3 separate regions of the Rattus norvegicus genome follow, and all the other regions are linked to region 3. A link is a contact called in public Hi-C data. All regions are on one chromosome and are shown on one strand. The core of a region is the stretch at or near the end of the contact, and the rest is flanking DNA. Distances in the headings are between cores, read along the strand shown.

Evidence for each region. A called contact is a pair of places that touch in the nucleus more often than the background predicts.
Region 1: a Hi-C map of the Rat2 cell line shows a contact between it and region 3, with 4 times the contacts expected there. The contact joins two enhancer-like sites. A contact is called at or near these places in 2 of 12 Hi-C or Micro-C datasets (the Rat2 cell line and Schwann cells).
Region 2: a Hi-C map of mammary epithelial cells shows a contact between it and region 3, with 2.5 times the contacts expected there. The contact joins two enhancer-like sites. A contact is called at or near these places in 5 of 12 Hi-C or Micro-C datasets (the A7r5 cell line, the Rat2 cell line, kidney and 2 more).

Annotation. Positions count from the first base shown.
Region 1 is chr5:76,118,787-76,122,149 of GRCr8, forward strand. No RefSeq gene overlaps it. Among named protein-coding and RNA genes, the nearest start is that of Actl7b, 120 kb to the right of the region's middle. Within about 2 kb of position 1,650, at least 8 of the 93 cell types and tissues checked have an H3K27ac peak or open chromatin away from gene starts, as enhancers often do.
Region 2 is chr5:75,902,983-75,906,287 of GRCr8, forward strand. No RefSeq gene overlaps it. Among named protein-coding and RNA genes, the nearest start is that of Actl7b, 340 kb to the right of the region's middle. Within about 2 kb of position 1,954, at least 1 of the 93 cell types and tissues checked has an H3K27ac peak or open chromatin away from gene starts, as enhancers often do.
Region 3 is chr5:76,008,566-76,011,592 of GRCr8, forward strand. No RefSeq gene overlaps it. Among named protein-coding and RNA genes, the nearest start is that of Actl7b, 230 kb to the right of the region's middle. Within about 2 kb of position 1,501, at least 3 of the 93 cell types and tissues checked have an H3K27ac peak or open chromatin away from gene starts, as enhancers often do.

The sequences.
Region 1 (3,363 bases), core at 400-2,899, 110 kb after region 3:
CCACTGGACTCTGCTGGTGCGTGCACTCATGTTTACATACTCAGACTAAGACATGCACATGCATAAAATCAAAATAAATCAAACCCTTTCTAATAAGTAAGAGACACACAGACTCTGGAAAAGTCATGTCTGACCGCTGTTGAGGCAGTATGGACGGGAAGCCCTCCTACCAGCCCCAAGACCCTAAGTGCAGCAGCGAGTCTATCTAACACACTCTCCAGCCCAAGGTCACTTTCACTTTCTATTGACCCCTCCCCCCCCCCCCCCCCCCCCCCCCCCCCCCGCCGCAATTGCTCTGTAAGTCGCCTTTCACATATGCAGATCTAAGCAGCCGGAAGTTCAGTTCTTCTCTGGAAGAGAGAGTTCTTCCAGGGAAGTTCCACAGGCTGTGGGCTAAATCGTCTGGCCTGTGACTCTAAAAGAACTATAACCCAAAGTCCCCAGTGCAACGGGATCTGCCTGACTCGGGAACAAGCCACCTTGGTGCCTTTCCTTTCCTCCTTCCCATCCAAAGGTGCCTTTCTTGGACTCTTGACCATCTGCTTTCCTGTTAGAAGATAAAACTGACAAGCTTTAAACTCTTTATCCTGGCTTCTCATCCTGCCTTTACAGGATCCTGCGTCTACAGGAGTGCACACTTATTCGGTGCTGTCTTCCACAGTGTGTTTGAACCTCAAAAGGCAAACAACCACCACAGGTAAGTCTTTTAAGTTTCGATGCTTAACAGGACTTCTTAGAGAAAATTTTTGTTGTTGTTCAGGAAGGACTTCTGGGCCCCCCCCCCCCAAATAATTCACAGTTATATTAGAATCATATGTTTTGCTCCTCGCCATTTGGAAAGCATTTTCAAAACCTTACTTTTTAAAATCTGATTCTAACAGTAACCCAAGATGAGTCTTGTATTGATTATCTTCACTTGGGGGCTAGCAAATAAAGACCCAGAGCGGTTGTTTAACTTTATCAAGGCCACACAGCTTTCAAAACCACGCCCAAATAAATCCCTCCATGCCAAACCCATAGCTCAATCCACTGCACCACACTGCCCTCCAGTGTCTTGCCCAGCTATCGACGCAGCATGCAGAGTCCATCTCAGGTTTCAGAGATGCTGAATTTGGATGCTGGAGGTAAGTTTTAGAATGATCCTCACTCAGCTCACTGCCGCCCCTCAGAAAGCCAAGAGATCTTCTCAATGGCCTAAGACACGTAGGTGATATCTGACTGTCCCCTAGCATGATTCTAAATGGGATGACATAAGCAAAGGGCTTATACAGAATAGCATGTTCGGTATGCGCTCAACCTTCCATGGATGGTCTGTTGACACACTTCACTTTTCCATCCATCATCCTGGAGAAGTTGAGACAGTGAACATAAGTCCCCACTCCTCATATCTCTGTCTAAAGCCCAGATGCACACTACTGCTTGAATGGTCTTCAGAAAGTTTGCGAAATGAATAATTTCAGCAGAACATGTCTTCGTCTAAGACAGTGGTTCTCAACCTTCCTAATGCTGTGACCCTCTAATACAGTTCCTTGTGTTGTGATAACCTCCACCAAAAGTTTTTTCATTGCTTCATAACTGGGATTCTGCTGCTGTTATGAATCATAATGTAAATATCTAATATTTGACCCCCAGGGGAGTCATGACTCACAAGTTGAGAACTACTGGTCTAAGGGAAAGCAAAAACCCAGGAATTTAAGGGAAAAGACAATAATACCAACACTACTAACTGGTCTCTAATGCACAAGGCATCTCAGATTTTGTGTCCCCCCCCCCCCATGGGTTATCACCATGCGTCCTCAAGTATCTGAGCTTGTCCTCATTTGAGACATTCTGTACCTTGCTCGGACCACATGGATCATGTGGACAATGTGCTGGACCACATGACTCATTCTGGCTGGAGTCAAGAAGACAAGTCAGTGCGAGCATGTGTCCTGCCCTGCTTGGGTGTGCAAGACTCTAGTCTGCAAGGTCTCAGATCAGCATTCTAGGAAAAAAGCAGTATACAACGGATGAGGATATAAGAGGGGACTTAGTAGAGAGGTACCATCTGAAGGATGCACAATTTGAAGGACAGAAAACCAAGGTTTCCCAATGAGGGCATTCAAGTCCAAGTTTGTTCTACTTCAGTCTCTTTCTTTCTTCCTTCCTTCCTTCCTTTCTTTCTTTATTTTTTAATCACTTGCCCATTTTTCCATTCTCTACTTTAGTCTCTTTCCAATTAATTAACTAATTAATAATTTCTTCCATAAGATTATCAGTGTCTTCATAATGTTTGTGGCAGCATTTTACCCTAGTTTATTGTCTTTTATCTGTGATGATTAACTGTGTAAATGTTCTCCACCAATAAAGTGAAATCAGGTTTGAAAAACGTACTTCCCATACTGCCTGCAGTCCTTCGCCCACCTGCCTGAAGCCTTCCACACCTTATCTAGACATTTCCCAACCATCCCCACGAGACAGCCCAACCTCCTTTCATGCCTCTCTGATCCTCATCCAACCCATCCCTCCTCCTTCCTCCAAATCTTCCTCTTGCCATGAATCATGGGGCCCACTCAAGCCTCCTTCTCTCTGAAAGACACAAAATGGTTTATTTACCTAAGACTCCCTCCACCCCCAGTCTTCTCTGTCCTCATAGGACATCGAGGTGAAGAAAGTATGAGGCCTAGCAGAACAAGAGAGGGAGCCTACTGTGCGTGACTCATGGCTTAGCAAGGATGAGTGAGAGAGGCTGAGGTGGGTGTGGGAGCAGCAAACACACAAAGAAGAGAAGGATTAATTGAGCCAAGCCAAGCTCAACCTTGAAGATGCTACTTCGGTGTGTTCTCGAAATAGGGCTGAGCTTACGGCTGGTTCTTACTTGTTAGTAACCAGTTCACCCATCCCTTCTCTTAAGTCCTCCTTAATTAATCTTCTTAAAGAGAGCAACCTGACTCTGCCAGATTTGCTGGCCAAGTGTCAAAAACCTGTTCTACCACTAAGATTTCAGCGAAGTGCGTCTTAGAGATCTTCGAATGGAGTTTGCACAGAGAATAAGGAAATAGCTGTCCTTCTCCGGTATGTATGTCCACACATACTGGCGAACACTCGAACCCTGAAGGACTATGGAGCTGCATGGAGCTCACCTTGTGCGTGAGCTCGTGTATGCATTTAGCATGAAGTGTGTGTGTTGACTTCAACTATGAGCGAGAACATGTGGTCTCTTCCCTCCTGGAAAGCTGAAGAAGTTAGACACACATTTAAACATCTGCAACACTCTGAAATCAATTGTAACACAACAGAAACCCTGAGAGCATCCTCGAGGAATTACAAAAGACACTAAAGGTGCCTTCCCCGAGAAATGGATACCTAGTGTTCTCTTTGAGT
Region 2 (3,305 bases), core at 704-3,203, 110 kb before region 3:
TACAATCTACACTCATATTCTGAGTTTCCTGATATAGACAGACTTTTCATGTGAACACTAATTTAATGCAAAGACAGCCCCATCATTGTGGCAATTACCATAAGACAATTAAATTAAGGAACTTGGAAAATGGGGATAAAGGACTTACTGTGCAAACATGAGGACTTATGTTCAGATCTCTAGGAACCATGTTACAAATTGTGTGTGTGTGTGTGTGTGTGTGTGTGTGTTTGTGTATGTATATATGTATATATATATATATGCTGGTAATGGGGAGTATATAAAATATAATGTGTAATCTCGGTGCTGGCTATAAAAACTAGAGACAAGAAGGTCACCGGAACTTGATGGCTAAACAATCTGGCCAACTGACCAGCTCCAGAATTAGTAAGAGACCCTGTCTCAAAACAGAAGAAGACAGACAAAAGGAAGACACTTGACACTGACTGCTGGACTCTAAATGCACACACACACAGTCACAAGGAAGCACTAATTAGGAACCCTAGTCTCTAAGGTAACATTAGTTGTTACTTTCTCTTTCTTTCTGATACTGTGTATGTTTTATAGTTATTGTTCAAAACCAGCAACATCTATGGTCCCTTACATGACGCCCTTCCTCATTTCATCTTTGAGCCTTTATCCCAGTCTTCATCAATGTGTCTGACACATGAGAGGCATTTGATAAGCATTCCGTGAATGAATTTCTCTGTTATGAGCATCAAGTGAAGGTATATTTCATCATGCTTTTTATGGATTCAAATCATTATGTGTGCAATGAATTCCTCTTAGTGCTTAATATTAGAGGCAAAAATCCACCCAAGGGATTCCGTTCACATACTGGTAAGGTCATGCCCTGCTCCCCTGCCTGCTTAAACCCTGGCATTGTCTAGGCCAAGTTAGAAGATCAACTATCATCATAACTCTTGGTCAAGAATTCCTCATACAGTGGTCTCTCTCTTTCCCTCCTATTGTCCCTGTGTTGTTTTTCTCTCTTATATTTGTTTTACATAAACTTTAACTTGAGCTGCCACACTTACTTGGAAGAAATAGGAAGTAAAGAACAAATTAAAAACTGAAAAATAAGAGCTGGTAAGATGGCTCAGTGAGCAAAGGCGCTTGCCACTAAGCCTGGTGACCTGCGTCCAATTCCCATAACCTGCATGAAGAGAACCAACTCTCACAAGTTATCCTTGCTCTTCCATGCACACTGTGGCTTGTGCACACCCACACCCCATGCTCAGAAAAGAAAATCTAAAATAAAGAAAGAAAGAAAAAAAGAAAGAACTAAGAAAAGCAGTTAGCGTATTTCCAATGCCTTCTTCTATAAACCACAGAAATATCCACTGGACACTCTCATTTTTTATCAATAATCTCATGTATTTTGACAGAAATGAGCTAAGCAGACATAGTGTTAAACTGAACAAAGACTGTTGGACTATGAAACCAGCAACAGCTCAGCCCTTACCGCTCCCTCACTAGATTGTTGAATTTGTAAACACCCGTTTGACCCCTCACAAACGAGAAACCCTCTCTCTTTCAATAGATATTTAGAGCCCTCACTATTTGATAGGGACAATAGAGGATGCTACAGACGTTAAATAAGATGAAGCTATGCATTCAAGCTAGAGCAGAGAATAGCGACACACAGAAAAACTGAGAGACGGGTTCAGTGCAAGGCGTCCATGCCCTGTGGCACAGGCCAGAGGGGAAATGGAAGGGAAACATTTATGCCAGACTGGAAGCTGCCAGGCTATTTGAAAAGAGGCATCAGCCATGTTGATTTTTCAAAGTTGATTGGGAATAATCTACATGAGAAATGGGGCAGGGGAAGGGAGAAGAGGGTGTTCCAGGGCTCAGGAAGAGCATGTGCGAAATGACAAGACACGAGGCAGCATGGCAAGCTGGGGAGCTACAAATTGTTGGACAATAATATAAAGTACATCCCACCCACCTCCCAGGGTGGTTTGAGCGATCAGCTGAGCGGATGTATACATAGAAAGTGCTTTTTAAACTCCAAAGCCCCAGACTGTATCAGATGTAAGAGGTTATTATTAGACACTCTATTCTTTTTTCCCTTCCTCCAAATTGGAAACATTTGCCGAAGTAAACATTGCTGATGCATTAGCTGTCAGGATGGTGTATTATATTTGGGAAACATTTGCCAATGCCTGTTCAGTTTTCAAATTCCCAGTCACATGTGGTTTCTGTTTGAGCAAATGCATCAAGCAATAATGAGTTTATTGTTAATTGCCCAATATCAGGCTTTCAAGGTTTAAATCATCTCTAGTCCACACTGCCATTATCCCATGTCCATGGTAGATGCCTGAAGTTGTTTATTAAGGAAAACTAACACATGACTACTATTGATCTTTTGTATTTGTCAAAGCTTGTCGGAGGAAAGTCAAGTTCTCTGGGGGGAGGAGTTGAATGCAATGTACCCCAATGAATGTATAGATGTGCCTGACTGTGTGCACACGCGGTGGCTAGAGAAAGACATTGCGTGCCTTCTTCTATCACTCACAGCCTAAGTGCCTTGAGTCTCCTCATGAACTGGAAGTCTGTCTTTTTAGCTAGGCTGACTGGCCAGCAAGTTCCTGGGATCTGCTTGCTTCTGTTTCCCTGTATTCAGACACACATAGCCACATCCGGTTCCGAAAATTCAACCTCAGACCCTCACACTTGCTTCCCACGGAGCCATCTCTCAGTGTCTCAGGATTCTTCGCACGGACAAGTGTGCTGATATAAATAGATTCCCTTCGAGCAAAGGACGAAAAGAAGTTTGATTGTCTCCACCCAAAATGGCTTCCCCAAAAAAGCTCCATGGAACTCAGATCCAAATATTAATTTGTCTCTGTGATGTTTTAAGGAACAAACACTTCTCTGCGGAGGATACTTCCTCTGTGGTTATAGAGATCAATTTAGGGTAGAAAATGGGGGTGACTAACTCATGTTTGCAATTCTTGACATTCACAGACTCACTCACTGGAGAGTTTGAATCACTGCGAGTGTGAAGCATCCTCCTTTTTCTCTCCTTCCTGTAAGAGGGAGGCTTGAGGCAGAAAAGGGCAGCAGAGATTTAAAAGAAAATGTTGCCACCAAACTATACGGACATTTTTTCATATCAAATCCCCAGAAAATACCTGTCATCTCCCAGTTTTATTCCTTCCTGCAGGAGAGGATGGCTTCTAGTTTGGGAAGGTGTGTACTATTGGTGAAATTCTCTTTTGAGTCACAATTAATGAAGCCACTCGTTAACAATGTTGACCACGGCGGCCGGGGACAGGAGGGTTGGGGGACGGTGCATG
Region 3 (3,027 bases), core at 251-2,750:
GTGAAGGAGAACCAATGAATGGGATCATGGCAGGTCCATCAGTGCAGATGACATTGCTCTCTTGATAAGTACTTCTCTCTCTCTCTCTCTCTCTCTCTCTCTCTCTCTCTCTCTCTCTCTCTCCCTCCCTCCCTCCCTCCCTCCCTCCCTCCCTCCCTCCCTCTCCAAAGAAGAAATTTGAGAGTAATGAAAAATGCAGTAGGTAGATCAGAAGGAAAACCACAATTGGGCACCATCTTAGAGCCACCGTATGTGTGCATGATCTCACACTGGTCGCTCTGTCCAGCTGCATCTATTTCTCAGCATGATTTTTCACTTTCCCTGTTTGTTTTAAAAGAATATGAGTATGGGGCTGATCGATTTTTTTTTTAAAAAGTTGAAGTTCAAACTTAAGATTCAGATAAAATGTCATTAATTTGTTCACTATTAAATACTATTTTGACCTTCTGTTCTATACCAGGAATTGTCCCAGATACTGACTCAGATTTAATGAGCTAGTTGCTCCTTGTTCTTAAAGAATTTGAGGCAGGTTTAATAATTCAGTACCTTGAGACAAACAAGGTGACACCCGCCAGGCAGGCGCATATGCACACACGCACACACACACACACACACACACACACACACACACACACAATCTCTCTCTCTCTCTCTCTCTCTCTCTCTCACACACACACACACACACACACACACACACATACACACAAGGTGGGGAGATAAGATCAGATCTATATTTTAGTTATTTACTAGAGATGGATGGTCCACTAATTTACCTTTGAGTTTCCTAGCAGGCAATGCAAAGAGAGAAACATGATCTATTTCAAAATTTTCTGTCTGTAAGACACAAATAGCATCAAAGCTATTTCTGATGCTGAAATCTGAATATTCAATGTCAGCTTGACACACTTAATTCTTTAAACTACAGAAACTTAATTCAACAAACATCTGCTCACACCTACTCTGAACCAGGCCCTAAGCCAGGTATTAAAATGAGCAAGATGAGTAAGAGCTGGTGTGTGTTCCTTAAATCTTCCCTCAGCACATATTGCATATCAGGGATGGCAGGCTGTCAGTGAAGATCCCTCCCACTCCCGAATATGCCCTGTGGCCCTCCGGAAACAGAGGACAGAACAACCTTCTAGAGGTGCTCTTCTCATAAGAGAAATTCTAGTGGTGGATTGAAGCTAGTGATTTAAAGAAGGGAGGAAGAGAACAAAACATGGGGCTTTCTCTGAAGCTCACAGATACCCTCCAGCTGTCCCTGAGCATCTGGAACGAAGTCCACAGCCTTGGAACTAGTTTTATAGGATTCATTATCAAAAAGCTAGTTTGTTGGCTTTTAATGATACCACTGACTAGTGAAAAACATCCAACCTCCCAGCAGGAGCAGTGCCTCCTGTCCAACCCGAAATGACAGATTCCAAGCCAAGTGAGACCATCTCATCTAGCAGATTGGAAAACAGAACCTGACTGAGAAAGGGTGCTGTCCCCAGAAGTGTAGCTGGACAGATCCTTGGAGGGGACTGTTTCCATGGTCCTCACTTTTCAAGTGAGAAATCTCATCAAAGCCCATTAATGAATGAGTCATGGAGTAATCAAGTGATTGGCTCGAGGCTATGCAGGGCAGAGCAGGGACTGGGCTGTAGCGACACTCTGACATACCTGAGCCTTATCTAGGATTCCAAATACTGCCTCACCTTGGATCTGGAACTTCCTAATCATGGTTTGTTCATGTCTGCATCCTCAACAACTACCACATGTCATCAACAGGAATCATGGTGCACTCCTTCACACCAGAATCTTGCAACCCAGGGCAGACAACCTCACTGGACAAAGACTATAAGGGATCTCAAGACACTGGAACACGTAAGAATTCTTGATAAAGCAGGGATGTTTGATCCCTACTCTGAATCCTGTGAGTCTGAATGGCAGGTGGTTCTCATAGTCAGTGACTGAGAACTATGGTCTCATTTATTACATAACCAGAACCTGGTCTGCTTCATGCTGGAGCCTCAAGTCACAACAGAGCCCTGAATTCATTGTTCTTAGAACCCGAGCTCCAAGGAGATGCCCTTGTCAAGCCTTTTGCAATTGCTGTCCTAGGCTATTCTTCAAAATAGCAGCAAAATCCCTTTGCCTGTTGACGTTAAAACACTGCCATCTAGTGTGACTCTTAAAGAACTATCCAAGACTACTGTCTGGCCTACAGACACTGGATTGGGTGCAAGACTTTCAAACCTTTTTACTGCTTGCAAAGTGTCCCGTGATTTCTTCTCCTGGCCTGTTTACAATTCCATGATTTTATTTGCACAGAGCCCAAATTAGGAATGAACCCAGACACGTGGGATTAGAACTATAGCTTTGCAGGCTACAGAATCCACATGTGACCCCCTGGCTCAGCTATGGGTCAGACACCTGACTTGGGATATGTCATTTCATATCACAAGGTAGCAGTTATTCATCAGAAGATAAAGGGAATTCTTTGGCCTTTGACATCACCAGGAAATCTTTATATCAGTGAAACCACTAGTGTGTCAATTTGCTATAAACAAAGTTGTAGAAATAAATATATACATGTATTTGCCTGGTGTGTGTGTGTGTGTGTGTGTGTGTGTGTGTGTGTGTGTGTGTGTGTGCATGTGTGTGTATCAAGTAAATGCATGTCTGAAGATAGCAAAATGCCCTTAGAAATGGGTAGCTCTTTGATGCAATAAAATTCATATCCCACTGAGAAGAGAACACCAGACTGACTGAAGAGCAGAAGAAACCTGAGAGATTATTTGAGTCTCCTCAGCTGGATTTAGCCTGTATCATTTGGAGAAGTCTATGGGAAGATTTGAATTCTGTATGTTCTAACCACCAAGATCCAAAGTGTGGCCTCTATCCCAGAAGCCCAGGGAGAAAGCAAGCCAAGAAGCTACAAAGGAAGAAGCCTCAGGGGATCATCTAGTGAGGAAGTGCTTTGTGCAGGCTCCACATGGGGCTGGACTGTTTGCTACAGGACCCTTAAGGAGTCGTGCAACTTGA